Linked DNA regions of Mus musculus: all the other regions are linked to region 5. The links are chromatin contacts, called in public Hi-C maps. All regions are on one chromosome and are shown on one strand. Each heading gives the region's core, a stretch centred on a gene start, on an enhancer-like site or on the middle of the called end of the contact. The rest is flanking DNA. Distances are from core to core; before and after follow the strand shown.

Region 1 (3,984 bases), core at 902-3,401, 3.7 Mb after region 5:
AGGAGACCACAGCCTTCTATTCTTTCCCTAGCAGGATAGTTACATGTGTCTGAACTAAATGACCTTTCTCTGTGTAGGAGACTCAATCTACTGGTTACCCCTGGGATCACATGGCACAACTAATTTGATGAAAACTACAAAAATCTTACCTCAAAAAAGTTATCAGAAGAGTACATTTTAATAGTATGTCTTCCTTTAATCTAAGAGATAGTGTGCTGGCTAGTTTCCACTTGACATATTCCAGGGTCTTGCCTCCACATGATTAGCCTGAGGCAAATCTGTGGCATTTTCTTGGCTAATTGATGTGGGAGGGCCTAGCTCACTGTGGGCAATGCCACCCCTGGACTGGATGGTGGTCCTAGGTGCCATAAGAGTAAGAGCCATAACATGGAGAGTAAGCCAGTAAGCAGCACTCCTCCATGGTCTCTGCATCAGTCCCTGCCTCAAGTTCCTGCCCTGACTTCCCTCAGGAATACGACCTGAGAGTTATAAAATGAAACCCTTTTGTCCCCAACCGCTTTGGGTCATGGTGTTTTATCTCAGCAATAAAAAAAAAAAAAAAAAAAAAAAAATGCTACGGCAAGTACCAGACTGAAAACAAGATCATGCTTATGAAAATCTCAACTACTGTTCCAAGATGCTCTGCAGTCTGAGAGGAAGAGAAAAAAAGTTAACACAATTTGTACTTAGGACTCTGCGTTTTCTAGGGTGGTTGTGATATGTGAGGATTTCTTTAGCTTCTTCCATGTTAAGCTGGCACACACTAAGTACCACTTCCAGGAGGAGCCTAGGACCAACAATGAGGATACAAAAGAGCTACCTCAAAGCTCAAATACCTTTAAGGAACACGAGCTACCTCAAAGATGGGCCCAAGTACAAACATGAAATCCACTTGTCTCTTTACACCTCATACAGAGCTTGAAGGTATTTTTATGCAATACCTCAGTTGTGCCTGTCTTTTCATTACAATCTACCACCCAAGTCAGGCGCAGGATTCACTGTGGTACATTAGTGCTCAATACACTTCCGGCATTTGAGTTGCTCAACCTGCTTAAGTTTTACGAATTCCTCTATCTTTCACTTACCTCTTTCTGACGATCTACAAAACGAACCCTCCTGTAGTCTTTTTCATCATACACCTGGAAAAAAAAGGCCATCTATTATTCTAAATAAAGTCACATAATATTGATTGAAAATACTATAGAACGATGTTCCCCTTGGCCTATACCCATTGATGAGGAGACAGACCCACTAAGAGGCAAAATGAACTTGTACTGAACGGTCTCAGGGGATGACAGGCTGGAGTGCAGACTGGAGACAAAGTTCCTGCCCTCACAAGTAGCCAACTCCAACAGGCGCGATTTCATTTCAGCAGACATAGTTTCTCATTTTTTGGTTCACTATTATATTGAACGAACGCTAGGGTTGCTTTATACACTATTGATAGGCTATTTCTCCACTGGTGAAATGAACCAATTCAAGCCAGATTAAATTATATTAAAGGTAGGTTTATTGGGAAGCCGCTCTCAGGTGAGTTCACTGGCCCCAAGGATTGAGGCCAGAGAAGTCACCATTGGGACAGGAGGAGGGGTCGGGGGAGAGAAAGGGAGTGTGTTCAAGGAGAGGAGAAAGAGACAGGGTGGGAGAAACCAAAATGCCTGGATTATATAGGGAGGATCCTGGGCTGCAACGCCAGGTAGGGACTGAGGAATGCTGGGAGAACCTGCATGCCGGGTCTCCTTTGATATGTAAAATATGCACCTCAGTCCTCTGTCCCGGGTCCAAAACACAACAATCATTTGTTAAAACATTGAACTTAATATAAAGATATGGCCTAAAGAATGAGGAGATCCAAGTCCCAACCGAAAGCCACCAGCTAGAAACCGGAGCAGCGGGTTGCACAAGGTGAGCCCAGTAGTGCCGCGCGCTAGCCTGGCAGAAGCACACCTTGCTGCGCTCCCTGCTACCGTCAGTCTTGGGTTCCAGGCATGGCGGGCGCGGCCGTTACCTGGCCGGTATGCGTGATCTTTTCCCCGCTCGGCGACACTTGAACCCCGAAACCCCGTGCAGCCCTGGGGAGAGTCAACAGCCGGCGGAAGGTCAGCACCGCCGCCATCTTGCCGGTGACCCTTGACCCCACGCGTCGTACCAAGTGCCGGCGCAGGCGCACAGCAGTCGGCGGGGAGTACTTGTGGAACTTTTTTCGTCCTATGCCTGAGCGGCTGGCGGGGCTGGTGGTGGAACTGGATAGGATGCGGAGCTGCGGCTTAACTGTGCGCAGTGTTCAAAGGTTACTAGTGTGACAAAGGCAGGGGGTGGGGGGACGGAAACTGAAGATGCGCTGTGTGTGCTTTTATGCCAATGGAGAAAATGCAGATTTTCCGTGGGTTGGTTTGTTTTTTGTTTTCTGTTTTGTTTTGAGTAAAGAAGTAAGTTGTTCAGCAGAAGAAACAGTTTGTGCAGTCAACTCTCCTGGTCCTGTATGTTGGTGTAGGAAAGTTAGATTTCTGAGCATTTTTGCAACGCTGCAGTAGTTCAGTTTCCAGTTAGACTGCAAGGAAGTTTACCCAGCATTGGAAAGCTGTCCGGAAAAGCTCTGCTATGTAGAAAAAAACCTGATGCAAATCGTAGTCTGTAACTCTGAAGGCTGTTTTGGCCTCTCCTGCCTCATTTGAATCTGAGTCCGAACCTCCCTTGGAACGACATATACTGTCAAACCCCAAAGTAGCCTGAACAACTTTGCTCAGAGGTAGACAGGTGGGACCCCAGACTCAGAGCAGGGCCGGGTCACTAATTCCGAGAAAGTGCCAGAAGCTAGCATGTGTTGTTTGGGATCTCTTGGCCAGGATTGGAGGTTAATGACCTGGTATCTACCTTTCTGTGCTCTGCTATAGCATAAGGACTAGGTGAGTCTGAAGACGAAAGGGGTAACCAGAGAGGGCCCTAAGACACAAGGACAAAGACCTCGCCAAGTTGAAAAATGCCCCAATAAATGTGGGCCTAAGATGCCCTGGCTAGCCTTAAGCTCTGTAAGCCAGGCTAACCTAGCACTCACTGTCTTCCTGCCTCAGCCTTTGGAGTGCTGGGATTTCAGGCTTATGTCTCCACACCCTGTCCTGCAGATTTGTCTCATTCTCCCTCTTTTTAAAGGATTTATTTTATATGTATGAGTGTATACATTTATATATGGCCATGTGTGTGGTTACCTGGTACCAAGAGAAGGGCACAGGATCTCCAGACAGGTCAAGTTACAGTCCATTTGAGTAGTTGTGTGGGTGCTGGGAACAGAATGATGGTCTTCTGCAAGAGTAGCAGGTGCTCTTAGCCATCAAGCTATCTCTCCAGCCCTAAGTCTCTATTTAAACCCTAACACCCCCTGTCTGTGTATGAGTTCACACACATGTGAGTTCATACACAGGTGCCACAGAGCACATGTGGAAGTTGGAGGAAGCCAGTCTCTTTTTCCATGTGAGTTCTGGGGACTGAACTGAGGTCTACAGACTTGCATGGAAAGCACTTGTGACTCCCAGGCCATCTCTCTGACCCACATTATTTTTTTTAATTGCTAGAACTCTGGAGTCCTTTTTTCCTTTTCTTTCTTTCTTTCTTTTTTTTTTTTTTTTTTAGGCATTTTTATTAGATATTTTCTTCATTTACATTTCAAATGCTATCCCCCAAAGTCCCCTATACCCTCCTCCCTCCCCCCTCCCCAACCCACCCACTCCCACTTCCTGGCCCTGGCATTGCCCTGAACTAGGGCATATAATCCCCAAAGAAAGACCAAGGGCCTCTCCTCCCATTGATGGCCGACTAGGTCATCCTCTGCTACATATGCAACCAGAGACACAGCTGGGGGGGGGGGGCGGTGTTTACTGGTTAGTTCATATTGTTGTTCCTCCTATAGGGTTGTCAACCCCTTTAGCTCCTTGGGTACTTTCTCTAGCTCCTTCATTAGGGGCCCTGTGTTCTGGCAAATACAGAAGT
Region 2 (3,793 bases), core at 80-2,579, 4.3 Mb after region 5:
GGCTACACAGAAAAACCCTGTTCCGAAAAACCAAGAAAAAAAAAAAAAAACCAAAAAACAAACAAACAAAAACGACAAAAACAAACAAAAAAACAAAAAAAACCCCACTAAAGTATAGCTAGGTCTGGCTGTAATTTCAGCATGCAAGCTGAGACAGAAGAACTTGTTTCAAACACAGACACTCAGACACACACACACACACACACACACACACACACACACACACACAGACACACACCTTCCCTCCCTCAGACCTCAGACATATACAAGAAAGTCATTAGTCAAGATGGGGCTTGGCAGTGTACTGTCTTAGGATCAACTGTAGGGTCCCAGGCCTGCAGTCATACCATCAGCCACCCTCAGGCTAATTAGAAAAAGGAGGTGCCACTAGTTCTTCACACACTACTATGAAAATTAATAAAAATTCAGTGTTTGAGACAAGCCTGAAACATTATGAGCATTCAATCCATGTTAGCAGCCCTTTTAAGGAAAACCTGAAAATGCATAGCTGTAGGGTCTAACCTGGAGTACGTACATAATCTTTGTAACAGGAAATTTGCCACTGGATTCTGGCTTTGCAAATTAAATACTTGCTCTACTGACACTGCACTTCCTTGCACCCCTAATTGACTGGAGATCACTTCTGTCGCTTAGCAGGTCCTATTACATGGAGCTCATCGTTAGGCTGTGCTCCATAGGCCAGTCAGTTGAGAGCTGTGGGGTCCTGCCAGATAGTCTGGGATGGTGGTAGGGTCTGGATGGGATATGCGGCAATGTGAGAGGTGAAACTCAAGAGTAATGTGTGGTGGGATGGAGGGCAAAGTCGGATCATGCTGTTAGGGTCAACTGAAGTGGGGTGGAGGTGTGCTGGGTCATACTAGGTGGGTTCATGTCAGGCTGTTCAGGTCGTGCGAAGTGGGGCCGTACTGAGGGGTGGGACGCTGTGGGGTGGAATCCTAAGAGTTGGGGTAAGGTCGTGCCACTCGGAGTCACGCGTGGTGGGGTCGGATCAGGTCGCGCCCCGCGTGGTCGGACTCCGTATATACGCTCACCTTCCGCTGCGCTGCAGAACCTCCACATGGACCGCGGGCGATTCGGCAACACAGGGAAGCGCTTGCTTCAGGTCGCCCACCGCCTCGTCCATGGCGCCGCCGCCGGGAGCCGAGGGAATGCCGCCGGAGTGAGGCCGCGGTCGCCTCCCTGCGCCCTGTGCGACAGCCTTCTCCGATGTAGGAGGATCCACCTTGGCTAAGGGCCGGCCAAATCCACTTCCGCCGCCCGAGCCGCTCGGCGCTTTGCAACCCGCCCCGCCCCACCGAGCTTCGAATCTGCCGCGCGCTGCGCACCGCCCCACCCTGACCCGGAAGCACTTGGCGGTGGCGAAGGCGCTACTTCCGACTGGCGCAGGTCGAGCTACCGGCAGCCGCTTCTCACCGGATCCCGTGCTATCTCAGCCATGGGCAAAAAGCACAAGAAGCACAAGGCGGAATGGCGCTCGTCCTACGAAGGTGCGGATCCCACGGGCGGGGTCTAGGTTGCCGATACGGGCAGGGGAAGGCGTTCCAGGGGAAGGGCGTGGTCTGTGCTGGGCGGGGTCCCGTGAGAAGGAGGAGCTTAGAGCCAGGTAGTGGACAATCGTAGGAGGGGCGGGGTTAGAGCTGAAAAAGGGAATCTGCTGCGAAGAGGCTATAGGCTTCTTTTTTGGGTCCTGTAGCCACTATGTACCTCCTCTCTGACACCAGGAAGACCCGCAGCAAAAAGAGGGCTTCCGTGAAGGAATTGGGGTCCTGGGTCTCAGGTCGGGTTGTTGTACCCTCGGAATATCCTCAGTGGTGATTTTGTGGTTTGAAAGAGAGGATTGAACACCAATCTGTCAGTTTGAGATTACATAGTCTGTGGTTTTGACAACTCCTTGCTGTCTAGATTCACACCCACAGGGGTGCAGTATTTCTACTCAGTATTTTGCAAGCTTGACCTACGTACGGTCTGTGTGCAGATTATACAGACACGCCACTGGAGAAGCCTCTGAAGCTGGTGCTCAAGGTGGGAGGAAGTGAAGTGACAGAGCTCTCAGGATCTGGCCACGACTCCAGCTACTACGACGATCGCTCAGACCACGAACGGGAGAGACACAGAGAAAAGAAGAAAAAGAAGAAGAAAAAGTCAGAGAAGGAGAAGCACCTCGATGAGGAGGAGAGGAGGAAGCGGAAGGTAAAGGTTCAATGGCCTAAGATGGGTCCCTAATCACGCCTGGCTATACCGTTGCTGCAGTTCTGGGCTTCCAGGGCATCTTCAGGTGATGCCTGTCAGGTGTCAGGAGTGGCTCTTCTTCCCAGTCTGGGGAATGCGCAGACGTGTGCGGAGCCTGCATTACCAGTCTAAAAGGGTTCTGGCTGTTCTGTGCCCTCTATTCTTCCATACTTACAGGAAGAGAAGAAACGGAAACGGGAGAAGGAACACTGCGACTCAGAGGGGGAGGCTGATGCTTTCGACCCTGGAAAGAAGGTGGAGGTGGAGCCACCCCCAGACCGACCAGTGAGAGCCTGCCGAACACAGCCAGGCAAGACCCTGTCCCCAAACATGAGTTTCCTACCTTGTCTATAGCGTGGTTATCTAGTTGTTGGGGACATTTCACAAGCTAAAAATGAGTAAATTCTCTTGAAGACTGGTAAAACAGACACATGGATGCCAGAGACCAACCATATGTGTCCTACAAAACCTACTATATTTTTATTTGGTTGGTTAGTTGTTTTGTTTTGTTTGTTTTTCTGGTTTTTTGTTCTGGTTTTTCGAGACAGGGTTTCTCTGTATAGCCCTGACTGTATAGTACTCACTCTGTAGACCAGGCTGACCTTGAATTCAGAAATCCTCCTGCATCTGCCTGCCGAGTGCTTTGATTAAAGGCGTGTGCCACCACGCCCAGCGAAACAGGGCTTTTTACTGTAGCCCTCTCTGTCCTGGACCTTACTCTGTAGATGAGCTGTCCTTGAACTCAGAGATCTGCCTGCCTCTGGCTCCTGAGTGTGGGATTAAAATGGTGCACAACCACTGCCCAGTTTATCTACAGTATTTTAATCTGGTTAAAGTTTATCGTTTTTTAGTGTAGAAGTTTAGCATTATCTGTTTTACTATTCCAAACAGCACCATCAGGTTAATGTTGCTATATCACTCATATAAGAAAAGCATATATCGTGGAAATATGGGTAATCTCCCGTGGGAAGAAGAGACCCCAATACAGGCTCTCCTGGTAGGTCTGGGTTTCTTAAAGTGACCTCAAGATTGCATGTTGGAAGCTTGAGGTCTTTGGTAAGTTTCTGACTTGGGCAGCCCCTGTCAGGGATGACATTTCACCTGGAATCTCAGTCTTGGCTCTTGGATTCCCTGCCCCCCCCCCCAGCCTTCTAGTATAGAAAGAATGTTTAGGCAAGAGGGTCTCTTCCCTCATGGAGAGAAACTGAGGAGGCTGAGTGTTGGAACATCGATTATCAGGAAACTAATACTAGAATCAGTTACCATGTGATTGTCTGGGGAGTGATTTTTCTCTTTTGAATGTCATCCTTTGGCTGTGGATTCGACCACCCCTGAACTGGAAAAGCCCTGAACTGGAAAAGGTTTTGAGATATGCTGTGTCTCCCTTTGCCAACCTGCCTGTGTTGGGAGCTGTGCCCAAGTTCTCAATTCTTGTTTGGGCTTCAAATGCTGTGAAGTTGCACACCCTGATGAATATGGAGCTTTCTAATGCAGGAAATGAAGTCTTGCTGTTTGATTTGATTCCCTTGCTTTCTCCTTATAA
Region 3 (3,871 bases), core at 118-2,617, 4.5 Mb before region 5:
TGCATGTTTGAATTTTGACTTGAGATTTCATTCTGCATACTACTAATTCTCTACCCTCCCAATTGTACCAAAGATGAATTCACACAGTCAAGTATGCACTTGGAACCACTTAGTATTCTTTAACAGAAATTAAATATGCAAGCTTAAAAACAGGAAAAACACATGACCACACATATCATATTTAAATAAATTCCTATTTCTCATTGAACAAACTTTCCCATAGTTGCAAGAGTTTGTACTCAATTCACTGCAAAACTTTAAGTTTTAAGTCCTAAGTAGATCCTTCCCCAAAAATCCTTTTTATACTTATGACTGAAGAAATGACATTAGTCCCTGTGCTTAGTTTCCAACCATTAAAAGAAGAAGAAGAAAAAGTGGCACTGGTAAGGTCTGTACTGTGAATCCAGGTCAAGGAAAATAAGCCTTCCCTAGCTGTCAAACTCATCTCAACTTTACATGTCACTAAAGGAGATCAGGCTGAACTTTCACCTTCAGGTACAGAGATCTTCAGCTTCCTCTTACTACACTAAGGCCACTTCTGAAACCCAGAGGAGGAGGAAGTATCAGGCGCCTCCCACTTTGACCTCCAGCATCCCTGTAGGCAATTCCGGAGACTGCGAAAAATGAAGGCTTTAAGACAGACTGACACACACACACTGTCTAAGTTGCTGTGGACAAAATCTGTGCCCAGAAGATTTCTGTCAATTTGCACAGAATTATATCCAAATTATATTACTGTCCCGCGTCTGGTGGCTTTTGAATCAATAACCAAATCTCCTAGAGGTTCGTCTGGGGAGGAGTTGATAGGAAAGCCAGCTTTTCAAAGAACCTGGCTCTCCTAGAACAGCCACAATCCCAGAGTCCCTGTCCGAACCCAGTCAAAACTTACCCAGCTGCCGCTCGCGGCCTGAGCGCTCCCGCGCTTCTCAGGCATGGTTGACGCCTTGGGTGAGGCCACCGCCTTCCACCTCGGCTCCTCCGGCGACTCCCCGTCCGTGCTCATGCCGCCGTCATGCCAGAGCAGGTTCGGAGCGCTCCAAGACACTGGCGACGCCGCCACTGCGGCGGCGGGGCCCGAGCCTTCATGGGCTCCGCGATCCGCAGCGGCCTGCCGCTCGGGCGGCGGCGCCAGTGGCGACACCGGCTGCTGAGAGGACGCCGAGGCTGGATCCGTGCAGGAAGCGAACAGGGCCCTCAACTATTCAGTGGTGGTCGTGAACACAGGACCCCGACACTGGCAGTGAGTAGTTTTCAGTAGCGCCCGAACAGTCGGGAGACGGCGTCCCGCCCGGAGAACTCAGCAAAGGCAGCTCCCGCCTAGAACGCCCACCCCTCTCCAGAAGCTCGGGCAAGCTCCGCCCAGACTGCGTAGCGCATCAAAACTGCGTCATCTTCTAGGGACTCCAGGCCTATAGATTTTAACGGAGACTGGAAGGACCCAAAGCGTTCCTGATTGGATTAGACTGCCCGCGAGTCCTAGGGACTGTTTACTCCTACCCCGGGCTAGAATTCCAACTGCACGTCATCCCACCTTCCCCCTTTTCGTGGGTTTTAGGGATCTGACTTGGGTCCTTAGGTAGCATAGGAACTGAGTTCTTTCCAGCCCCTACCCCAAGTAAATGATTTTTTACTAGATATTTTCTTTATTTACATTTCAAATGTTATCCCCTTTCCTAGGATGATAGTTATAAAAAGAACAAACTGACACACAGCCCCTGGAACTGTAATCCTGCAATGGGGAAGTGGTCTACAATTGACAGGATTTCAGAAGCCTCCAACCATGCACTGATTAACAGAAAATTACACAGAATATATTGCTCAGTGGTAGAGCACTTCCCTGGTATTCCAATAGGCTCTAGCTATGCTCACTCCCCAGAGGCAAGCACGCACGCTCGCACTTACTAAACCTAGAACTTTCTTATCCACAATCTCAGGCAGATTGTCCTCAACCCTTCTTCATATATGACCCAGGCTGGCCTTAAATACATGTTGATGATCTTGCCTCAGTTTTCCATATGCTGGGTGTCGGTTTAAGCCACCACACTGGACATTGTTCTTAATTGTTAAATATAACTGGAGACAGAATGTTTAAACAAGTCAAGCACATTTACAGATTTCTGTCATTTTTGTAAATTATATTGTTAATCTCACAGACGTGAATCGAAAGATCACCAACCCAAATTATGGCCAGTTTAAAGCAAGATTTATTGTGTACAAACCAGAGACAAATCAGCAGCTGTCTCCCCCTAAAACGGGGTTCACAATACCAGCCCCAAGCCAACTTCTCAAGCCCTTTATATAGGGCAAAACCATGGGGTGGGGGATTTTGCATGGAATCGTAGATACAGAAGTGAAACCAGGTGGTCAAGGTTAAAGTGGGTCATGGAACAATGGGTATTGGTATAGAACATTCTCAAAAACAGGTAGCTGGGGCGGGAGGTATTACAGTACATTCTATGGTTACTGGGCTAGGGTGCAGCCCATCTCTGAGAAATATATAAACTTCAAGTTTTATAGTAAACAGAAACTTAACTTGGCTATAGACTCGAATTGAGATGGGCTGGCTTCTCAATATCCTTTAATGAGCCTAAGTTTTCCTTCTGTTTCAACCATGTTTTGTTGATTCTGAGCCTGCCCTCTATACTACCTACACAAAAACATCTAATACCATTTGGTTAAAATGCCAGCCTGGACCTCGTGTCTTTCAGATATTCTTTGAATAAATTCCAGTTTGTGAAAACTCAAATTGAACTGCAATGATTTAAATGTAACCTGGAGGACTGGAGGGATGACGCAAAACTAAAAGCACTTGCTGTCCTTGCAGAGGACAGAAGTTCTGTTCCCAGCACCAGCACCAGTGTGGCATCACACAACTGTAACTCAAGATTTGGGGGTCTGACACACTCTCTGGCCTTAGCATATACATGGTACACACACACATACACACATGCAGGGAAAACATGTACACATGCAAGTATATATAACCATGTTTGATGCCTTGATGTGTAGTGTTGGGACATGAAACTCATCAAGTGCACCACCTTTAAGCCATTTTTATTTTTATTTATATACATAAGTCTGAGTGTTATATGGATGTGTGATGCACATGGGTAATCATGGATGCCTTTAAAAAGTGGCCTATTCCCTGGAGGTAGGGCTACTGGAAGTTGTGATCCACCCTGCATAGGAACTGAGAACTGAACTCCTATCTTGGGAATCAAACTCAAATCTTCTGAAAGAGCAGTATGGGCTCATAGTCATTAAGCAATCTGTACAGATTTGTTTCGTTTTGTTTGTTTATCTTTGGAGCTGGAGTTAACTAAGTAGCCCTAGCTATCCTGGAAATACCTATGTAGATTAGGCTGGCCTTGAATTCACAGAAGTCTACCTACCACTTCCTCCTGAGTGGGTGAATAAAGGTCTATACTACCAGGCCTCACCACTTCTTTAAAAAAAATAATAATAAATAAATAATAATAAATGAAATTAAATTTATTGCTGGGTATGTTGTTTTATGTATCTATGTGAGTACAGCTCATGTGTGGAGGTTAGAGAAGAACTTTTAGGGGTTTCTTTACTTCTTTCACCACATGAGTCCCTAGCATTGAACTCAGGCATTCAGGCTTGGAATAAATTTCCTTTTTCTCTAAACCATCTCGCTAGCCCTTTATGAAATAATTTTTTTAGAGATTGTTTATTGTATGGCATTTAAATCATGGAAATTGATTATGTTCTAATTCAAGTGAATACCATGTATTCCACATAATTTGGCATCTTATAGAATTAGAAAAATAATGATTCTCACTAACCAGTATTACCATGTTTGGTCCAGGAGTACTCTGTATTGACTCATGACTTAGATTCATATTAA
Region 4 (4,209 bases), core at 633-3,132, 4.6 Mb after region 5:
TCCATAAAATAGGGTGGTAGGCAAGCAGGGTAGTGGCGAAGAGAAACTCAAGACAAATGCTCAGTCCCGTCATTTCTATGGTCTCCTACCTTTAGCCTGGCCTCTACAGAGGCCTTCTTCCGAGCTTCCCTTCTGCGATACTGCTCCACTTTGTCCAGTTGGTCTGGGCGCTGAAGCATCCCAGCAACCCTTTGGACTGCTGTTGCAACAGCCTCCAGGTCTGTCTCCTTCATTGTCAAAAAGCAGGCAGAATCTTTGCACATGTCATACCACAGGTACACTATATACACAAAGGAGAGGGTATGTCAAAATGAAGTGACGACTCCACATGCAAAGGTCATGTGCTCACCATGCAACTAATGGAGAATTTCTATGGCATTTAAATTAGCAAACTAGAAATGAAAGCTGAACTTGGGTCATAAACTCCTTAACAAAACTGCAAATCCTTAGAATTCAATTGCTAAGAAGATTTTACCTTAACAGAGAGAAGCAGGGATATCTCACAGGCGTAAGACAGTCACACAGAGAGTATTTATACAGGGACTTAAGACTATGTCAAAGGCAGCTCTAACACAATTCTTAGCCCTATAAAAGATCAGCTTTTCATTTCTGGAGCTCACCCTAGTGCTGCCCAAGTCCATGGGGTAGTTAGTCACTGGAAGGCAACAACTATTACCTACACTTCAGCAGCAGCCCAGTGGGCAAACACGAGTCTTATACTCCCTTACCATTGCTCTGGGTGGCCAAGATACCACTTCTTACTTTTGAACACTTCTAAAAACAAAGATAAGACAGCAAAAGGTAATTTATTGTCCTTACTTGAGTAGCTTGTTTCCCCTAAGCACAAATGTACCCGGTCAATCACCCTTTAGTCTAATATCTAATACTATCCAAGTCATGGACCTACAATGGCTATTTGCTGACTATCCAGCAAATGAGGGAATTAATAACACTGTTTCCTTTAATTTCAGCTACTCAACAGCCACAGATGTGATAAAGACCTACCTTCTGGAATCTTTCACTCTATTCCCAAGTAGTCTCAGAAAACCACTAAAATCCATTGTACATTTCCAGTTATGTAGCTTCTCCCTGTGTATTTCTCTCTTTGCATTTTCATTCAAGTGGAACAGCATTGCAAACACCATCTTCATCTTCTGACTATAAAATTACTCGTACCCAGACAGGAAATCTGAGCAGGCCACAGAAAGAGGATTCCACAACCACTTCTAACAGGACTGATTCACTGCGGGCTTTTTTTTTTTTCTTTTGCTTTAGTTTGACATGTTATCTTCAGCATTCCCAAAACATTAAAACTTGTATAATTCTATTTACAGGACTAGGTATTAAACATAATACCAAACCATCCCTCTGGCATGGAGTCCCCCACTCCAGCTGACAGGTGAAAGGCACTCCTGTGGCAGTGTTACAAGCCAGATGCAAAAGGAAAGCTGACCCAAAACCAAAAAAGCTTTGCAAGAAAGAGTCCACTCATAAACCTGAACACAGAGAATCAAAAACTAAAAAAACTGTACTGGATCGCCACCAAATCTGCTTCCAATGGCAGCTTGAGGACTGTCAGATTTCCGGCCTCTGGGGCAAAAGGGAACTCTGAGGGTAGAAGCAGCCCCGACCAAGGAGATGGGAGGGACGCACACCGAGGACAAACCCAAACCCGCCCAGGGACCCGCACTAGAGGGTGTCGCATCCCGCCAGAAACGTCGGCCGATGCTGTCCCTCGCCAAGGACAAACCCACTAAGGGGTACACTGTGCCACAGTCGAGGGCCCAGCGCCCCGCCCACCGCACAGGCACCCAAGGCTGTCAGAGCAGAGCTTCCTCACCGTCCGCAACGCCGCTGCCACCTCCCGGAGCCGGACCGGAAGTGTGCAACGCGGTCACTTCCGTTTCCGGCGTCTGGGCGGAAGGATGGGCTCTGGGTAACCTTGAAGGCGCTGTACGGGCGATCTTTCTGTAGACTCTTAGGAAACTTGTGCTTCTGGTGACACAGACTCAGGATCAGGGATTACAGATTCAGGCCTGGCTCCGCCGTCTGACGTTTGGCGCTCTCCCGACCCTCTTATTTTAAGTAGCACCTATTGTACCCACCCTTTCTCTCCGGATTAACCACTTAGGTTTGCCCTTGCTCAGTTCCTCCCCTTAGCTACCTTAGTCTCTCCACACCTCTCCATATCTTTACTGTGTCTTGTATTCAAGATTCCACTACTTATATTTCGTATATTTGTTTCTTCTTGCTGTCCTCGCCCTCATCCCCCAGAGGTTTCTGACAGCAAGTAGATTTCAAGTATTCAGGACAGTGCCACAGAGAGTGGGCTGCCTGCTGATAGCTGCTCGCGTAGCACGTAGAAGCGGCGAAGAAAACAAAACCACGAGCAAAACAGCAGCTGGTGGAATTACTCCAGCTGAAGGAAGCAGTGAAGCATCGAGTCGCCCCGGTACCTAGAACAGCCAGAAACTTTGTTCTACCTCTGCAGATACAGAGATTTCCCCACACTGTTACGAACTTTTAGTAAATTTTGGCGGGGTTTAGGTTCTTCCACTCACCCATCAGGTATGACAACCCTACCCTGACAGGTTTGGTTGTGTTTTTTTTTTTTCACCTTTTCTGCATACATTTGTTGAGTTGTGTGCCTATCCATAACATCACTACAAAGTCTGGCTCTCCCAAGCCAATGGATGATGGGGTAAATCTTCAGTAAATGAAAGAACAGTATAGGTAACCTGTCATAACCACAATGCAAATTATATGATGAAGTCAGTCTTTTAAAGATGCAGACCCTCCCTTAGTGTAGGGGTTGCAACTGGGAAAGTGCCCTGACCCCTTAGTTTATGACAAAACAGGAGAAATTTCAGCTTCATGAATGTTTAACTGCAAAGTGGGGAGGCACAGCTACCAAGACAAAGCTGCGGTTTTCCTTAGTTACCTTATATCCAACCCTAATCTCCTGCTGCCCACTATATAGTGGAGTGTTTAGTCATGGTGCTCCCTAACGAATTCAGTTAACTAGCCTAGTTAGATGTGAACTGCTTCAGTAGATGACTCAGCTTGTTTCCTTTCAATTAAATAAATAAAATAAGAATCTCAGCTTTTGTTTTTGGTAAGCCACAGAGTGACAAAGCTCAGGATACTTTTGAGTGTACAAGTAAGTTCATAGGTAGGCCTAGGAATGACCAGAGCCAAAGTAGGGAAAGAAAAAAAAAAATGAAGCAGTGACTAAAGGTTCTGCAGCCCTGAAGCAGGGAGAGTAGCCCCAAAGCCATTTTTACACCTGCCCACACAAAGGAGAAGGCATGGGTTCCAAGTAGGTGAAGAGCATATGGAGAATCCTAGAAACCCAGATGATCACCTTAGAGCTTCCTTGGTGAACAGGTGGGTCCAGAAACACAACAGAACCAATCTATCCTGGGGATGGCTAGAAGGCTACATGGCTATGCTAGGCCCTGAAGTAGAGAAGGCTGCCAAAGACACTGCACTTGGGACAGATTCCTCCTCTTCAGTGTGAAGAGTAGTGCTAAGGCCTAGCCTTTGGCAAAGAAAATCCAGAAGGGCTCTTTGGGCCCCCTCAATCTTAATAGAAGTGAGTCTTAATGTGGCCAAAACTTGTTCATGTTCTCAGAGGCCAGACTTCTTGATGAGCTACACAGTAGATGTTATTAAATATGCACCAAAGAGATAGAATTGTAGCCTCCAAACAAGTAGAACAGAGACAAGGAAGAGAGCATAGAGGATTTCAGACCGAAGAGAATGTGGGAAAAGGGAGACTTGATGCATAATTAAGAACAGAGTGGGAAGTACAAATATGTTCAGATGAGTGCAGGTAAGTGGATTAAGCAAGGTGAAACTGTTAAAAGAGAAAATTTAAAACATAAGGAAACAAAGGGGTTAGTAGTGGAGGAAGTTTTCTCATAATAGCCAATTAAAGCCTGAAAAAATTTGTGGATGGTGACATTAACATCAACTTCCCAGGTTTTGTCAAAAGCCACAGAGACTGTTGTGAAAATACAAAGTACATGAGCCATAAAGAAAAAAAGGTTAAAATGTATCTATTGCAGAATAAAAATATCATTGGGTGAAAAGATCCCTCTGCTCTGCCTTGCTCTGGGATGTCCTAGGGCACAGGAGGCTCCTGACCCCACCCCACCCCCGTGAGAGCAGAGGAGGACCCAATACCAACCCTTAACTCCAACCTTT
Region 5 (3,725 bases), core at 63-2,562:
ACAGGCTACCAGGGATAGATTCCCCAAGGGGGAAACAGTAGAAATGCAGCTTGGATGGCATCGCAGATACTCCTTAGGGCGGAGTCTGCAGATGGGCAGGGAAGAAATCCGGACCACTGTGCCACTATCCCTGACCAGACACGAACTTCCACCGCTTCTGTGCGGTCCTTTCTACCTCCCTTTCTAGACAATCCTTTGTATTTCGGAATTAAGTCTCTGAGCCGCGGGTCCTCGGGAGCAAGCGCAGGAGGGAAGACCATTACCTTTGCACGTAGTGGATCAGAAACATAGCTAGCAGGACGCGGTTAGGCAGGTTGCCCAGTCGGGCGGCTGCAGGACGGATGCACTCGTACAGCGGCCAGGCCATTGAAGGCAGCTCCTGTAGGAACCAGGCAGGTCGCGCGGGCACTCGGCGGCCGGACCACTGCGAGGAGTAGCGGCCGTAGGAAGAGCCCACCATCTGGAGCCCCACGAAGGCCACGAAAGCCAGGAAACCCTCCAGGTAGACTAGCGCATCCAGTAGGCGCAACTCATCCAACTCCATAGCTGAGGTCGAGCAGCGTGCTCCATGCTCGGATGTCCAAGTGGAGCCACATATAAGCTCAGGAGGAGGGCGCAGAGCAGCCCACAAGGGCCAGCGCTCCAGCAGGGTGTACCTGCCCAGGGGAGGGGCGAGCCACCTGCTCGGGCGGAGACAGGAGCACAGGCTAGCACCACCAGAAGATACCCTCCCGCCCGTAATCCAAACGAGAGAACGATTGGGTAAAACCCCGCCCACACAGGGAGCCACGCCTCTTCGGGGGGAGGGCGCCTTAGTCTCGAGCCCCGCTCCTCAGAGCCCCGCCCGATCTTGGAGCGCTACACACATTGGCTGAGAGCTCCTTTGGCTCGCGAAAAGTTCTGCCGGAGCTCCGCCCCCTCAGCGCCACAGCGGAGCACCAGAGCCTCGCATCACCCACAAAGTCCCGCCTACACAGCAAAGACCCCGCCTCTTCGCTCGAAACAGACTCTCGCTCCGCCCCGCCTAACTTGCAACCACGCCCCTCCACAGTCTAACCCGGACAGCGACAGATCGGACAACACTCCATGACTCTCTGCGCACGCGCTACGATCAGGTCGTCCATGCAGGTGCCTGAGTCTCTGTGTAAGACGGGGAGATTCACGCTCAGTGGCGTTTAAGGTTGATTTGAGGAAACACGTTCTCTATAGGAATACCACCCTTTTTTTTGCGTGAGTTCTCGGCGGGAGCATGTTGTGTCTTTCAGGCATATTTTTTGACTGCCTCTGCTAGGACCCAGCCGCGGGGTCCTCGGGATGCAGCCGGAAGTGCAGCGTGCGTGCGGTTTGGTGGGTCGCTGTGTGCGCTCCGCGTGTGCAGCCGCGTGGGCCATGGGGCGGCGGGCGCGGGGCCGGCGGTTCCAGCAGCCGCCGCAGCCTGAGGGCGAGGAAGACGCCAGCGACGGCGGCAGAAAGCGAGGCCAGGCGGTAGGCGCGGGGACGAGAGGGGTGTCTGGTGGGCTCGCGCGTGCGGAGCTTGCTCGTGGGCCGGGTTCGCGGGTGTCGGTCGGAGCTTGCTCACCTGTCGCTTTCCTGGCAGGGCTGGGAAGGTGGCTATCCCGAGATCGTAAAGGAGAACAAGCTCTTCGAGCACTACTATCAGGAACTCAAGATCGTGCCAGAGGGAGAATGGGACCAATTCATGGAGTCACTCCGAGAACCTCTCCCAGCCACACTGAGAATCACTGGGTACAAAAGGTACGTTTGCTGTGTCTTTTCTGAGGTGTGGACTTGGGGGCTGTAGTGCACAGGAACGTCCTCGGTGGGACATTAGAATATGAATAGAAAACGCGACCCGGGAAAGACTTGGGTCCTATGGGGGACCATCAGAGCAGCAGGAATCTTTGCCTCTCTTGCACGTCAAAGTACGTTGTCCGCAAGACTCGTGGCAATTAAAAACTGAAGCTGTGACAAAATGCAGTATTGCTTTTACCTTATTTGTAAGGTGTGTCCAACAGAACAGTGAACTGGAGGGAGTTAGAAAATTGATGGTGTTGCTTTCTTAGATGTTAACAGGGCCTAGGTGTTAAAAAGTCTGCACACCCCGGAGCGCTTATGGAACGTCTTCTCAGAACTGGTTTTACGTTTAAAACACTTGGCAATCTTAAAGCTATTAAATCTTACCAACTCACCTTCTTAGATGACTGTGAAACTTGCTTTTTTTTTTTTTTCCATAGCCATGCCAAAGAGATTCTCCATTGCTTGAAGAACAAGTACTTTAAGGAGTTGGAGGACCTGGAAGTAGATGGACAGAAAGTTGAAGTTCCACAACCACTAAGCTGGTGGGTACAGAATGCTTCCTCGTGCTGGGTGTTTCTTAGGTCCCCAACCCCCTTTAATGCACTTCTCAGCTCTAAAGTCACTGTCGGCTTAAAGAGCTTGGTTGTACTTTCCTTTTTTTTTCTTCTTATAAAGATTTACGTGTTTATTATATATAAGTACACTGTATTCAGACACACCAGAAGGCATTACAGGACTCATTACAGATGGTTGTGAGCCACCATGTGGTTGCTGGGAAGGACCTCTGGGAGGGAGAGAGCAGACAGTACTCTTAACTGCTGAGCCGTGTACCTAGTCCCTGGATGTATTTTTCAAGCATCTGTTTGTCTGTTTTCCGAGACAGGATTTCTGGGTGTTCTGAAACCTGTAGACAAGGTTAGTCTCAAACTCAGATCCACCTGCCTCTGCTGGGTGGATTAAATCCATGTACCAGCATCATCTGCCTTATTAGATTTATGTATGTATGTATACGAGTGCAGGGAGGCTGTCTTCAGGCACATCAGAAGAGGGCACTGGATCCCATTACCATGTGGTTGCTGAGAATTCAACGCAGGACCTCTGGTCTGGAAGAGCAGCCAGTGCTCTTAACCACTGAGACGTCTCCCCAGCCCCCATCATCTGCCTCTTTTCAAGCATCTTAATGTTCTTTCCTGTAGTGCTTTTATTAACATGAGGTTGGGGTACACATGTTCATCAGTGACTCGCAGTTAATTGAGTTAATGAGTTTGGTTAATTGGTCTTGGGTCCAGCTTCCTCCTTGATGTTCCTGAGTTGCTTCTTGAACTTCTTTTTACAATGACCAGTTTTCCACATCCTAGTTTCCGAGTAGAAGGGAAGACAAGCTCTGCTTGCCAGTCTCATCACAGGTTGCTATGGCTTGTGTGCCAGTGTTTCCCAGCGCAGCCTGCCTGTAGGCTCACATTCAGTCAGGCTTCCCCTGTATCCAGCAGCCAGGCACTCCTGCTCCCATGACAGCCCTTTTATTACCTGTGATCCCTGGCTCTGAAGGTGTAGGATTTCATATTTAATACCTGAAATGCTCAGTAACAGCTCAGATGCTCCACACCCTGAGTGAACTTAAGGAAACTTTTAATTATGGTTTCATATTTAAGATTTTTAGGTAAAATTTTCACAAAAGAAAAATATTTTAAGCAGTTTCTATATAAAGGTGAATTTAGTGAGTCTTTTCTGATAACTATGGGTTTTAATTTTTTTTTTAATGATTTTTCATTTTGAGGCAGGGTCTTATTTAATCATGGCTGGTCTGGAAGTTTCTATGTCGAACAGGCTGAACTTCAAACTCAGAGAGACAATCCCCTCTTCTTTTGAGATTGAAGGCCTATGCTACCATGTCTGCATTTTGGCTATTGGTATATTGATGTTGTCTT
Region 6 (4,075 bases), core at 1,065-3,564, 4.0 Mb after region 5:
GCCTCCCTTCATCCTAGCATTTGTAGTTGCCAAGAGCCTCACTCCACCAGTCTACTGAAGATCATAGGTTCGTCCACGGGCTGACGACAATAGGAAGAGTAACCTGTGAGCAAGGCAATTTTACAAAGAGCTTGACGGCTTCCTGTTCATTAGGGTTACATCACCGAGATCAACTGGAGGGAAGGCCAGAGACATAGGACTGTCAAATGTCACTGCAATGCTGACAAAATCATAGGAATAAATGACTCTGAAGAAGAGATCCATTTGATAAAGGTGTAGAAGTATAAGAAGTCTCAGATGGATTCAATGATCCTACTCCAGCCCCAAAGGAGTTTGTAACCAAGTACCACCCCTGTCTTTGTAACCACAAACCCTGTCCCCACCTGTTCAGACGAAGCCAGTGTCCCCGTGATTCCTCCCAAGCTCTGTGCTAGGAGGTTTAGTGTCAGTCTGACACAAGTTGAAAGTCTTTTGGGAAGAGGGAACCTCAACTGAGAAAATGTCCCCACCAGATTGGTCTGTGGTACATCTTCTTGATTGATGACTAATGTGGCAGTGCCACCCGTGGGCTGTTGATCCTGGGTGCTATAGAAAAACAAGCTGAGCAAGCCATGGGAGTAAACTAGTAAGCAGCATTCCTCCATGGCTTCTGCTTCAGAACCTTCCTTGATATCCTTTAGTGATGTGGATACATAAGCATAATAAACCCTTTCCTCTCCAAATTTCTTTCAGTTATGGTGTTCATCGAAGCAATAGAAACCCTAAGATACCCTCATGCTGAAATAGGTGCTCCATTTCTGAAACCTTCTATTTAAAAGCACCATTTTTAGAAAATGCCCAATCACACTTCTGATTACACGTGTGAGAAACATGAGAATGCCGTTTTGAGAACAATGAGCTCCAAAACTTAAGTTTCTGAGGCCACCATAGAGTAAGGAGCTGGTCACTAATGAAAAGCACCAACAGCCAACAAGCTTCTGAAAACAGGAAATATCATTTTTTGCTTGATCTCTGCAGGCCATCGTCCTGGGCTGTCACAGCACTGGCCACTTCACTCTAGAAACTGTGTATACCCTAAACCAAGAAATATTTAAGAAGATTAAAATGAAGGCCAGAAGAACCTGATACTCTGTTATTCTTGCAGAGAGGAGCCTAGCATAACTGTCCTCTTAAGAGGCTCTACCCAGCAGCTGACTGAAACAGATACAGAGACCCACAGCTAAACATTAGACAGAGCTTGGGGAGTCTTATAGAAAAGTTGGAGCAAGAATTGAGATCTGGGGGGGACAGGAGTCCACAAGACCAACAGAGTCAACTAACCTGGGCCCTTGGGGGTCTCCCAAAGACTAAACCACCAACCAAAGAGCATACATGGACTGGACCTACACCCCACCCCAACACATATATAGCAGATGTGCAGCTTGGTCTTCATTCAAGTTCCCCAACAAATGGACCCGGGTCTGTCCCAGTGTTGCCTACCTGTGGATCCCGTTCCCCTAACTAGGCTGCCTTGTCTGGCCTCAGTGGGAGAGAATGTGGCCAGTCCTGCAGTGACTTGATGTGCCAGGGGTGGGTTGGTACCCAGTGGAGCCTCCCCTTCTCAGAGAAGGGGAGAGGGAGTAGGGAAGAGAGTAGGGGCTGGCATCAGGACGTAAAGTGAACAATTAATGGACTCCGATGGTTTATCTGAGTGGCCTACCCCCTTCTGAGATGAGAAGGGGAGAGGGGACAGGGGAGAGGATAAGAGGAGAGTAGGGGCTGACATCGGGATGTAAAGTGAATAAATAAATTTAAGAACCCAGATGGTTTTATCTGAATGAGTAATGGGAAGTCCGGGAAAAAGATCTTCTTGAGATATAACCTACCTTTGCATGTTAGCCAGGATTAAGATTTATATTACCGCAAAGGAACTTATTCTTCTGACAAAAGGGGCAAGTGACCTGTAAAAACTCTTTTTGACCTTTTCTGGCCATCTTGAACTGCATGTTATCAACACAGTAACCTCACACCCGAGAAATCGGTATTTGAGTTTCCTGAGTCTCCTCCGTGTTTTCTTAACTTTTGGACGCTCCCCTAGACTTTGAAGAGCCAGGATCAGGGTCGTCCCCGCCATCATCCTGGGGCGCCGCCGTAAGGCTGCACAGGGCCTTAAGAAGAGCAACGCAAAGAAAAAATTTCCAAGAACCGGGTGCCGCCAAGGTTGGTGGCGGACCTGGGCTCCCACAGGCATGCCGGGAGTACGGCGCAAGAGGCTGACGTCACGCGCGCGCGCCGGTCGTGCGGTCGTCGTGAGGTTGCGAGTGCGTGGCGGAGCGTCTGGCTCCCAGAGGGCCGTGCGCGTCCACTTCCGCCAGCTGCTCGGTTCCCGGAAGCGGTGGCCGGCAAATCCGGCCAATCCCCCAGCGCCGGGTGTGGGTTATCGGGAGCATGCGGGGCGGCCGGCGGCCCGCGCGAGGCGCGTTGGTTTCCCCGCGGCGGTGGCGGTGGCGCGCAGCGGCTCTCCCGTGAGCGGCGGGCGGCGGCGGCGCTCGGCCCGCAGGTTGCGGCGCCATGTGGAGCGGCCGCAGCTCTTTTACCAGCTTGGTGGTGGGCGTGTTCCTGGTGTACGTGGTGCATACCTGCTGGGTCATGTACGGTATCGTCTATACCCGTCCGTGCTCGGGTGACTCCAACTGCATCCAGCCCTATCTGGCCCTGCGGCCCAAACTGCAGGTGAGCGTCCGGGAGCCCTAAGAAGGCGCCTCCCGGCCGGGTGCTACCACCCACCCCCTACTGGCACTGGTCAGAGGGTTTCGGGCTACCAGTTTTGCCCCTTATCACTGATGTCACTGTCCAATGTTCTGGTTAGGTGGCAGTGAGAGCTGGAGTTGAGACTTCTCTGTTCTCTGCTGCTCTCTTGTTACCCCTTGGTGCTCTGCCCTACCCCGATTATAACTGAGATCCAGTTGCCCTACACGTGTTTCCTAACGGGACCCCAGTGGAAGTTAACAGGAGATCTCCAGCCATATGGGAGTCAGGCTGCTAGCTCTGCCCTCTTATCACCTGTGTCACTTCCTGCTTCTAGTGGGAATTCCGGACAGGTCAGCTCTACAGTTAGGTTCCTTGTTCACAGCAGTGTCACACAGGCCATCTTGCCCAAGCTCACCCTCTGAGAGGTAGCCCTCAGATTGCTACCCTCTCACAATAGTTACATGTTTTCTATCAGGACCTTTTGGCTATTCATTCTTGCTCACTCTTTCCAGCTGAGTGTTTACACCACCACACGGTCCAGCCTTGGTGCAGAGAACAATGTGGACCTGATCTTGAACGTGGAAGACTTTGATGTGGATTCCAAATTTGAAAGGTGTGGATGTGGGACAGATTGCCAGAGATGGGTTCCAGGATGTCATGGATAGCATTGTATGTAGAGTGAGGACATCCTATAGAAGCACTCCTGTCTAGGGTCTGTGTAAACAGTCAAGCTGAAAGTAACAGGTGTTTGTCACTTAGCAAGTAGCTTTTACTGCAATCTAAGGGCAGCGTGGTTTACTACAGCCCATGTAGTCTCCCAAGGAATGATACATTGGCCTACCTAGTAAGAGTAGTTAGTTCACTTGTTACTTACAAGTAAGTGACCTTTGGCATTAGAATATAAATCTCAATGCTCAGCTATATACAGTAACTTTTGGGAATTAACATGGCTTAGCATTTGACATATGATTTTAACGTGCAAAAGTTCAAATAAAATTTGTAAAATTGCTCATCCAATCAAGATCCTGTACTGCCCAACAGGTATCAAGCTCACTAGCCAACCAGTCTTTAGCTCCCACCCAGTGCATCACTGTCCATGCCTATTAGCCTGTGGCCCTAGGGTAGTTATTAACTACCCATGCCCATCCTCTTGAAATGGAGGTTGGACGTCCTGGTGCCATTCACTAGTTTTATAGGGGCAAATCCCGCCTCCTATTCATCACCCTGTGCCAGGATAGATAGTGAAACATTCATTTTAGAGCCTGGAAGAAGTTGAAGAAGCATGAGTGGTCCTGGTCCTGAGCTCCACGTCTGTTTGTACCCGCCAGAAACACCACAGCAGAAT

What was found. Hi-C and Micro-C count contacts between places; a contact is called where the count stands out from the background.
Region 1: a Hi-C map of CD8 T cells shows a contact between it and region 5, with 10 times the contacts expected there. The contact joins the promoter of Ndufs6 here to the promoter of Nsun2 in region 5. A contact is called at or near these places in 1 of 39 promoter capture datasets (pre-B cells) and 3 of 484 Hi-C or Micro-C datasets (CD4 T cells, CD8 T cells and neutrophils).
Region 2: a contact with region 5 is called in a Hi-C map of CD8 T cells, with 6 times the contacts expected there. The contact joins the promoter of Trip13 here to the promoter of Nsun2 in region 5.
Region 3: a contact with region 5 is called in a Hi-C map of regulatory T cells, with 16 times the contacts expected there. The contact joins the promoter of Mfsd14b here to the promoter of Nsun2 in region 5. A contact is called at or near these places in 3 of 484 Hi-C or Micro-C datasets (CD4 T cells, CD8 T cells and regulatory T cells).
Region 4: a contact with region 5 is called in a Hi-C map of CD4 T cells, with 5 times the contacts expected there. The contact joins the promoter of Exoc3 here to the promoter of Nsun2 in region 5. A contact is called at or near these places in 1 of 39 promoter capture datasets (cranial neural crest) and 1 of 484 Hi-C or Micro-C datasets (CD4 T cells).
Region 6: a contact with region 5 is called in a Hi-C map of erythroblasts, with 10 times the contacts expected there. The contact joins the promoter of Clptm1l here to the promoter of Nsun2 in region 5. A contact is called at or near these places in 2 of 484 Hi-C or Micro-C datasets (CD4 T cells and erythroblasts).

Annotation. Positions count from the first base shown.
Region 1 is chr13:73,326,331-73,330,314 of GRCm38.p6, forward strand. It overlaps Ndufs6 (NADH:ubiquinone oxidoreductase core subunit S6), which reads right to left and starts at 2,152. Exons shown (of 4, transcript NM_010888.2): 1 at 2,009-2,152; 2 at 1,086-1,139. The coding sequence starts at 2,116. It also overlaps a transcript of Mrpl36 not described here.
Region 2 is chr13:73,936,438-73,940,230 of GRCm38.p6, forward strand. Trip13 (thyroid hormone receptor interactor 13) reads right to left here and starts at 1,330. Exons shown (of 13, transcript NM_027182.2): 1 at 1,053-1,330. The coding sequence starts at 1,144. It overlaps Brd9 (bromodomain containing 9), which reads left to right and starts at 1,391. Exons shown (of 16, transcript NM_001378947.1): 1 at 1,391-1,508; 2 at 1,997-2,211; 3 at 2,428-2,560. The coding sequence starts at 1,457.
Region 3 is chr13:65,111,615-65,115,485 of GRCm38.p6, forward strand. Mfsd14b (major facilitator superfamily domain containing 14B) reads right to left here and starts at 1,368. Exons shown (of 12, transcript NM_133680.3): 1 at 890-1,368. The coding sequence starts at 1,003.
Region 4 is chr13:74,206,818-74,211,026 of GRCm38.p6, forward strand. Exoc3 (exocyst complex component 3) reads right to left here and starts at 1,883. Exons shown (of 13, transcript NM_177333.4): 1 at 1,841-1,883; 2 at 90-280. The coding sequence starts at 263.
Region 5 is chr13:69,610,704-69,614,428 of GRCm38.p6, forward strand. It overlaps Nsun2 (NOL1/NOP2/Sun domain family member 2), which reads left to right and starts at 1,313. Exons shown (of 19, transcript NM_145354.5): 1 at 1,313-1,485; 2 at 1,598-1,755; 3 at 2,235-2,339. The coding sequence starts at 1,390. It overlaps Srd5a1 (steroid 5 alpha-reductase 1), which reads right to left and starts at 760. Exons shown (of 5, transcript NM_175283.3): 1 at 264-760. The coding sequence starts at 544.
Region 6 is chr13:73,601,688-73,605,762 of GRCm38.p6, forward strand. Clptm1l (CLPTM1-like) reads left to right here and starts at 2,315. Exons shown (of 17, transcript NM_146047.2): 1 at 2,315-2,712; 2 at 3,243-3,343. The coding sequence starts at 2,551.